Linked DNA regions of Mus musculus: region 2 is linked to region 1. A link is a contact called in public Hi-C data. All regions are on one chromosome and are shown on one strand. The core of a region is the stretch at or near the end of the contact, and the rest is flanking DNA. Distances in the headings are between cores, read along the strand shown.

Evidence for each region. A called contact is a pair of places that touch in the nucleus more often than the background predicts.
Region 2: a contact with region 1 is called in a Hi-C map of the N1E-115 cell line, with 6 times the contacts expected there. The contact joins two enhancer-like sites. A contact is called at or near these places in 11 of 484 Hi-C or Micro-C datasets (the G1E-ER4 cell line, the HL-1 cell line, the N1E-115 cell line and 3 more), 5 of 115 datasets of contacts at active chromatin or transcription factors (embryonic stem cells and pancreatic cancer cells) and 2 of 9 other capture datasets (embryonic stem cells and pancreatic islet).

The regions. Positions count from the first base shown.
Region 1 is chr5:92,115,992-92,119,620 of GRCm38.p6, forward strand. It overlaps a transcript of G3bp2 not described here. Among named protein-coding and RNA genes, the nearest start is that of Uso1, 20 kb to the right of the region's middle. Within about 2 kb of position 1,985, at least 76 of the 459 cell types and tissues checked have an H3K27ac peak or open chromatin away from gene starts, as enhancers often do. A contact at or near this core is called in the N1E-115 cell line, where this site is marked.
Region 2 is chr5:92,233,797-92,237,425 of GRCm38.p6, forward strand. Ppef2 (protein phosphatase, EF hand calcium-binding domain 2) reads right to left here. Exons shown (of 17, transcript NM_011148.4): 12 at 1,936-2,121; 13 at 378-520. Among named protein-coding and RNA genes, the nearest start is that of Gm42112, 19 kb to the left of the region's middle. Within about 2 kb of position 1,560, at least 34 of the 459 cell types and tissues checked have an H3K27ac peak or open chromatin away from gene starts, as enhancers often do. A contact at or near this core is called in the N1E-115 cell line, where this site is marked.

The DNA.
Region 1 (3,629 bases), core at 735-3,234:
TATGGTTGTGAGGGTTACTTTATGTATTAGCAATGTTTAGGGTCTAGAACATGTCAAAGATGACCTCTACTGAAAGTCCATGTTAGGTCATGAAGAGCAAACAAGACTTACAAGGACCAATATGCATGCCCGGGAAGAGTAAAGGACCTCAACAATTAGAGTGAATGACAGGGCTGGGGAGGATGGCTCAGTAGGTAAGGCGCCTGCCTGGCTGGCAAGTGTGATGATGTGAGTTCAGATCCCCAGGACCCACAGAAACCTTGGCGCCTGCTCCAGCAGCCCCAGGCCTGGGGTAGAAGTGGTGGAAGGAGAGGTGAAGGAAGAGAAAGAGGAGGAGGAGGAGGAGAGATGTCTAAGCTTCCAAATAGCTCAGGGTTCTATTCCTAGCACCTACAACAGTAGCCCCAAAACATGTGTAATTCCAGTTTCAAGAGATCCACTGGCCTCTTTTGGCCTCTGAGGGCACCAAGCACGAATGCAGTACACAGACAGAAGTGCACAGTAAACACCCATACACATAAAAGTAAAATTAAAATTAGGAAATAAGCAGAGCCGGGCAGTGGTGGCGCACACCTTTAATCCCAGCACTTGGAAGGCAGAGCAAGGCGGATCTCTGAGTTCAAGGGCCAGCCTGGTCTACAGAGTGAGTTCCAGGGCAGCCAGGGCTACACAGAGAAACCCTTTCTCAAAAAACAACCAACCAAACAAACAAACAAACAAAGAAATCAGTAGAAAGCAACAGGTTAAAAGATAACCTAAGTCTACCTTTAGCATGTGTAAACACCCACGCTAATACGTACACACAGACCACACACACAAATAAAGACTTAACAAAAGCCCAGTAACTAAGTATAACTTTTTATTGGAGAAAAATGTAATAAAAGACAGACACAATGATACAGACTCTGATCCCAGAAGAAACAACACATTGACACAGGTTAGATCAAAGAAAGCCATTAGGAAACCGACGAATGAGAAGCCTTTCCTAGCTTCTTTATAAAGATTCATTAGTGTTAGGATTCATTATAAACTAAGGTTTAATGAACCAAGTTTTTAAAACGGAAGATTGGGCCTTAGTCCTGCCAAACATCCGTTAAATCCGAATTTGTTCGGAGCACAACTGAGTTGAGTGAAGGAAGATCTGGGATCCTACACTAAATGCTGAATCTTGAAAATAAAAATGTAAACATTCTAATTTAACGAATTAGCTAATTGAATTTTACTGCGACTACTGGCTGCTTTCCAGCAAGTGTATGAGTGAGATACAAATTTACTTCATAGTAAATTCGAATGTATACGCAAGCCAAGCCTCATTTACTGAGGGGTCAGGACTGCCACAGTTTCCCTGAAAGGAAGAAAGCATCCCTTTCTACTTCAAACCAAAACACTAAAGGCCCTGGAACCCTTGGGAAGGCCGTGAAGACTGTTTCCCGTGCCTTGTCCCTTGGCTGAGTCTTGAGGAATCAGCTATCTACCTGTTATAGACAGTTTTTATCAATTTGACCCAAATTTAGCCATACCCTGCAAAAGAGAAACTCAATTTTAAAATTACTGGCCTGTGAGCATGTCTGTGGGACATTTGCTTAATTGCTAATCCCCGTAGAAGAGCCCAGACCACCAGAGACAGTAACATCTTTGGGCAGGTGGGCTTGGGTTATATAAGAAAGGTATGAACTGAGCAAGCCAGAGGGGAAAGACCAGTACACAGGTTTGTATTTCAGTTCCGGCCTCCAGGTTCTCCTGCCTTGGCTTCCCTCAGAAGTCAAGGTGCTGATTACAGCAATGGAAAAGCAAGCTAGAACACTAGCTATCTCCCTCTCTGGACTTGGTTGAGAAATTTTACGACAGCCCTTAGCAACACGGCTGGCAAATGACTTTTACATGACAGGAATAAAAAGCCAGTCTTCACAAAGTCCAGTAACGGTCAACAAGAGACACTCCTCGCAAGCCGAAGATGAACCTGGCGTGTACAGCAGATGACCAACAGTGACGTCATTCACAGCTGCTCTGGTTCAAGTCTAGCAGCCAGAGCCCAGCACTGTGATTGCTGAGTCTTGCCTTCTGGTCCACATTTAGAGGGGAAACAGTGCCTCCCAGAGGCCAACATGAAAGAGCAGCAGTCAACGTAAGACAAATGGCAGGAGAGGGAACAGACATCTGCCAGAATGGAATCACTTAATATTATGGTCCAGGTTATGCCCTCCATGGGGATGGTCTCCCATCCTAGTACTAACTAAGCCGGAGCCTGCCTAGCTTCCAAGATCATATGTGATTGGGCATGCTCGGGTGGACACAAGCACAGACTGTGGGAATCATTTCTACAAAGTTGAAGCGTGTCGTTTCATTTTTATTTAAAATGTGAAGGTTCCTTTTTACTGTTCACTCTTTCTTTTGTCAGTGTCATCTGTCCCATGGGCTTCCAACCTATTAGTCACAATGTACTGCAGTTCTGTCACCTCACCCTGGATTCGAACTTGAGGAAAAAACAAATCAGCTCTGATGACCTCTGGCTTCAGTTTTAAGCTAAAAGTAGCTGAGGTAGTCTGTATGGGAAAGTAAAAGCAAAGCTGTATTGAACATCTCAGCATATGCTGGCCTTGGGCTAAGTGTGATGCACAGCCTGCTACTTCTCTTTTAAGACAGCTTATATGAATGACAGCTCAAAAGAGCTGGTCTGGGCTAAGCTTTAGGCCACTGGAAAACCCAACTTGAGAGACCAAGAGGGCAGGAAGTCAGTCTCAATCTCTCCTTGTTCCCAAGGGTTCTGGCATGGTCACTTAGCTCTGAGACACTATAGAGACAACTGAGGAAATTCTCTGTCTAGGTGGATCCCTGATCCTACTGGTTAGTTCTCCCATTTCACAAAGATGATAGTTTAGCTGGGAAAGTAAGTGAAGTGAAGATGGTCATTGGAAGCAGCCAATAACTAGAGGCTGAAGTGGAAAAGCAAGGGGGTGGGGAACAGGGTGCAGGCCAGATGGAGAAATCCCCCATCAAACCTTGGTCCTTGTGCTCTGTCACCTGTCACAGTTACTTACTGCCCTTCTTCAATCATTTCCTTCTCCATGAAAAGGGCTGAGGGCTACAGACACAGCTCACTGGTATAGTAATTGCCTGGGATGTGGGAAGCACATGTTTGATCCTCAGTTCCCAGAAAACAACATGTCAAAGATGAAGCCAGACATAGTGGCTCATAATTATCATTCCAGCACTTAGGAAGCTGACACATGAGGATTATCACAATCTTAAGGCCTACAAAAGAATTCCCATCCAGGCTGGACCACAGTGACACCTTGTCTCAAAACACAAAGAAATAGACAGAAAAGGAGAAAGCAGGTAAGTTGGGGCAGCTGAGGGAGGCAGTCTACATGAAGAGCTCAGGACAGAAGTCAGGAGTAACTAGAAATGATACCAATTAGTACTGCATTCACATAAAACTGATGAGTCCAAAACATGTTCACTGTACGATAGATACATCAGATTAGGGCTGGACAGAAGGCTCAGCGGTTAAGAGCACGGACTGCTCTTCCAGAGGTTCTGAGTTCAATTCCCAGCAACCACATGGTGGCTCACAATCATCTATAATGAGATCTGGTGCCCTCTTCTGGTGTGCAGGCATAAATGCATAC
Region 2 (3,629 bases), core at 310-2,809, 120 kb after region 1:
GAAGGAGAGAGGGGAGAGATGGGGAGAGAGGAGAGAGAGAAGGGAGAGGAGAGAGGAGAGGAGGGGATAGAATAGTGCATATTTAGTCTTAGCATTGAGGAGGCAGAGGCAGGTAGATCTCAGCTTGGTCTACATAGCAAGTTCCTGGCTAGTTAAGGCTACACAGTAAGACCCTGTCTCAGAAGAAACGGAGCAAGCAAATAAACAACAACAAAAAGACCAATACGGGGGGCTCTCGCATAATGTCTATTCTAGATTTTAATACCAATATAGCTAAATTCTGAACTGTCCTGTAGAATTTGAATAACTATAATGCCATCTAAAGTCTCTAGTCGCTGACATTCATTTTCTGATAGCTATTTGCTGAAAAGTCTTGCCTTTGCCTCATGGTTAGCCTGTGGGTCGCCTTGTTAGCTTGATACTGCACGATATGTGGAGTCAGGGCTGGCCCCAGCTTGACGTAGGCTCCTCTGTTGCTGCCAACTTCATAGTAGTTGGAGGCAGAAAAGATGGTTAACACCTGAGTCAAAACAGAAGAGACACAGCATGGAACGTATGCATACTGACGAATCTCCATCCTCAACCCCACGGGCCAAGCCCACATCGGGCTGCTTCTCACACTCATCATGGGCCTCCCTCCCTCCCTCTCTCCCTCTCTCCCTCCCTCCCTCCCAGTCAGTTTCTTCTTCAGTTGTTCTCCACCATGTTTGTTGAGGCAGGATCTCACCAGTTCATCTAGTCTGACTGGCCAGTGAGCTCCAGGGGTCAGCCTATCTCTACCTCCCCAGCCGCTGAGATTACAGATGGACAACGCCTTGAACCCAGCTTTTTATGTGGGTGCTAGGAAGCTGCACTCAGATTTATGTGGCAAGTGCTTTCCCGACAGAGCCGTCCTCTCAGACTTTCCGATCTTTTACTTTTGACTTTTAGGATCCTTTGTTTTATTTATTTATTTATTTATTTATTTATTTATTTATTTATTTTGAGACAGGGTTTCTCTGTGTAGCCCTGGCTGTCCTGGAACTCACTGTGAAGGCCAGGATAGCTTTGAGCTCACAGAGATTTGTCTGCCTCTGCCTCTGCCTCCTGAGCGTTGGTTTTAAAGGTGTCACCACAGGAAGCTTTTTGTGACTTTTTAAAACAAAATTTGATGGCAGCCACTGATTCCCAAGAGCCTGAGAACAAGGGACAGACAAAACCCTTTTGATTGATGGATATAGGAAGTTAGTGATTACCCAGCCAAATCTTCCCTCTCTTAGTCACATGGTGGTTGCTTGTCTAAACATCCCTACAAGGCACTGGGTTTTACATTGTCCAGGCAGATAGTCAGGATCTGTGTGTATCTGGACATCTCCAAATGTAACAATGTTTGACTTAGTCGATGACAAAGGGTGGGGCTCTGTGTTCCCAGAATCCTCTTTCTGTGGGAGAACAGTGGGTTGGCAGTCAATTAATAGAAGAACCATTTGGCTGAGTTTGTGTTTCCTGGTTGCAAGGCTGAAAACGCTTCCTGTTCTGTGCTCTCTGTAAGTCTTCAGGAAGAGACATCAGCGCAGCACCTCCCAGTGCCTCGCGAGCAGAAAGTCTCACAGAGCATCTCTGAGGTACAAAGGCATAGAAAACCCTACTCTGGGGCCTGGACAGACAGCCCAGCAGTTACTGTGGCTCCAGTTCTGAGGAACCTGACACTCACTTCTGGCCTCTGTGGGCCCTGTACAAACACACACACACACACACACACACACACACACACACACACACACACGCACTCACGCACACATGCACACAGGCACGCATGCACACACGCACTCCCACACTTATAAAGTACCCAGCTGCCTCAGGCAAGTGGGTAGCAAACCCCAGGCACCTCCCAGGAGCCTTTTGGAATCACTCCTGTGACACAGATACAGAGACAGCTGCAGCGGCTCAACCCACCTTGCGGTTGTGACAGAACTCATAGCCCTCGGGTTTGCACTCATGCGAACGGATCAGGAGTTGCAGCTTGTATTTTTCCATCAACCGTTCTGTCACGTCAGGCCCAAAGTAACAGCCTCCTCCTCGGACAGCGTTGGCCTTGCAGCCCTCCTGAGCCGCGGGATCACTCCACAGAATATCTACAACCTAGGAAGAAGAGGAGGTTCACAGCCACTCCGCCATTCCCAAGAACACCAGGAGGGTGGGTGGAAGAAGCAGGTGAGGAGGAGAAAGTGGAGGAGGGAGGAAGAGACAGGAAAAATAAGACAAAGTGAAAAATGCCTACGTAATCAATATTTGACCCATGTTTATATTTTGAAGTCTTTGTTTATCTTTGTTGTTATTTCTAAATGTGTATGGGTGTTTTGCCTGAATGTCTGCTTGTGTGCCGTGTACACGCAGAGGGGTGTGGGGTTTCATGGGACTGGAATTACAGATGATTGTGAGAGGCATATAGGTGCTGGGACTCAAACCCAGGATCCTATGAAAGAGCAACCAATGCCCTTAGCCACGGGGTCACCTCTCCAGCCACTGTGTTTATATTTTGGGTGCTTAAGGCTGAATTTTAAAAGATTTGCCACATCCTTTTATTGTTTGTTTGGTTGCAGTTTTGTTTGGTTGAGTTTTTGTTTGTTTGTTTTGAGACAGAGTCTTTCTAAGCAACCCAGGCTGTCCTTGGTCTCACCGCGACCCTCCTACCTCAGACTCCCAGTGCTGCAGATTTCTTGCTTGCTTGTTTGTTTTGAGGCAGGGTCTTGTGTAGCCCAGGCTGAGAATGACTCTGAACAATCGATCCTCCTGCCGCCGCTTCCCAAGGATGGGGAACAGAGGCATGCAGCTTACAAATGTTCTATTTCACAAGTGAGTGTGTGCGCCTATTGGCTGGCAAGCACATATGTGGTCTCTTGGTGAATTTTACATGAAAGGGCAGCATGGAATAGAGGTAGTGTTGCTCAGGCAACAGCTGTACCCAGGGCTGACACCCTCAGTCAGAGCCTGTATCCCAGGCCCCTGCACCCTGGCTCCAAAATGAAGGCAGAGATCCTGAAAATAGCAGACATTTCTGCTTCATATCCCCATGGCTTTATAAGTTTAAATCACAATTAAAAGAGTCAGGATGCCCTCTCTGTTTGCTAGACACACCCCACGGAGTCTGCTCAAGGCCTTGAATGCAAGAGTGAGACATCCTCCCTTCACCCACCACATCCTACAGCAGAGAATGCAGCTTGCTCTCTCTGTATTGCTATTCCCATCTTTCTTCTGTATGATGGAATCCCTGATTCCTAGCTAGACTTTTGATTACAAAAGAAGAAAGAAAGAAAGAAAGAAAGAAAGAAAGAAAGAAAGAAAGAAAGAAAGAAAGAAAGAAAGGAAGAAAGGAAGGAAGGGGGAGAAAAGAAAGAAAGAAAGAAAGAAAGAAAGAAAGAAAGAAAGAAAGAAAGAAAGAAAGAAAGAAAGAAAGAAAGGAAGGAAGGAAGGAAGGAAGGGAGAGAGAGAGAGAGAGAGACAGAGAGACAGAGAGACAGAGAGACAGAGAGACAGAGAGACAGAAAGACAGAAATAAACTATGTCCTAATTGCTTTTAGTTTCCTGATTCTTCTACAAAGACCTGGTAATGGTGGAAGACATAATAACTATATGTTATTGTTCTAGTT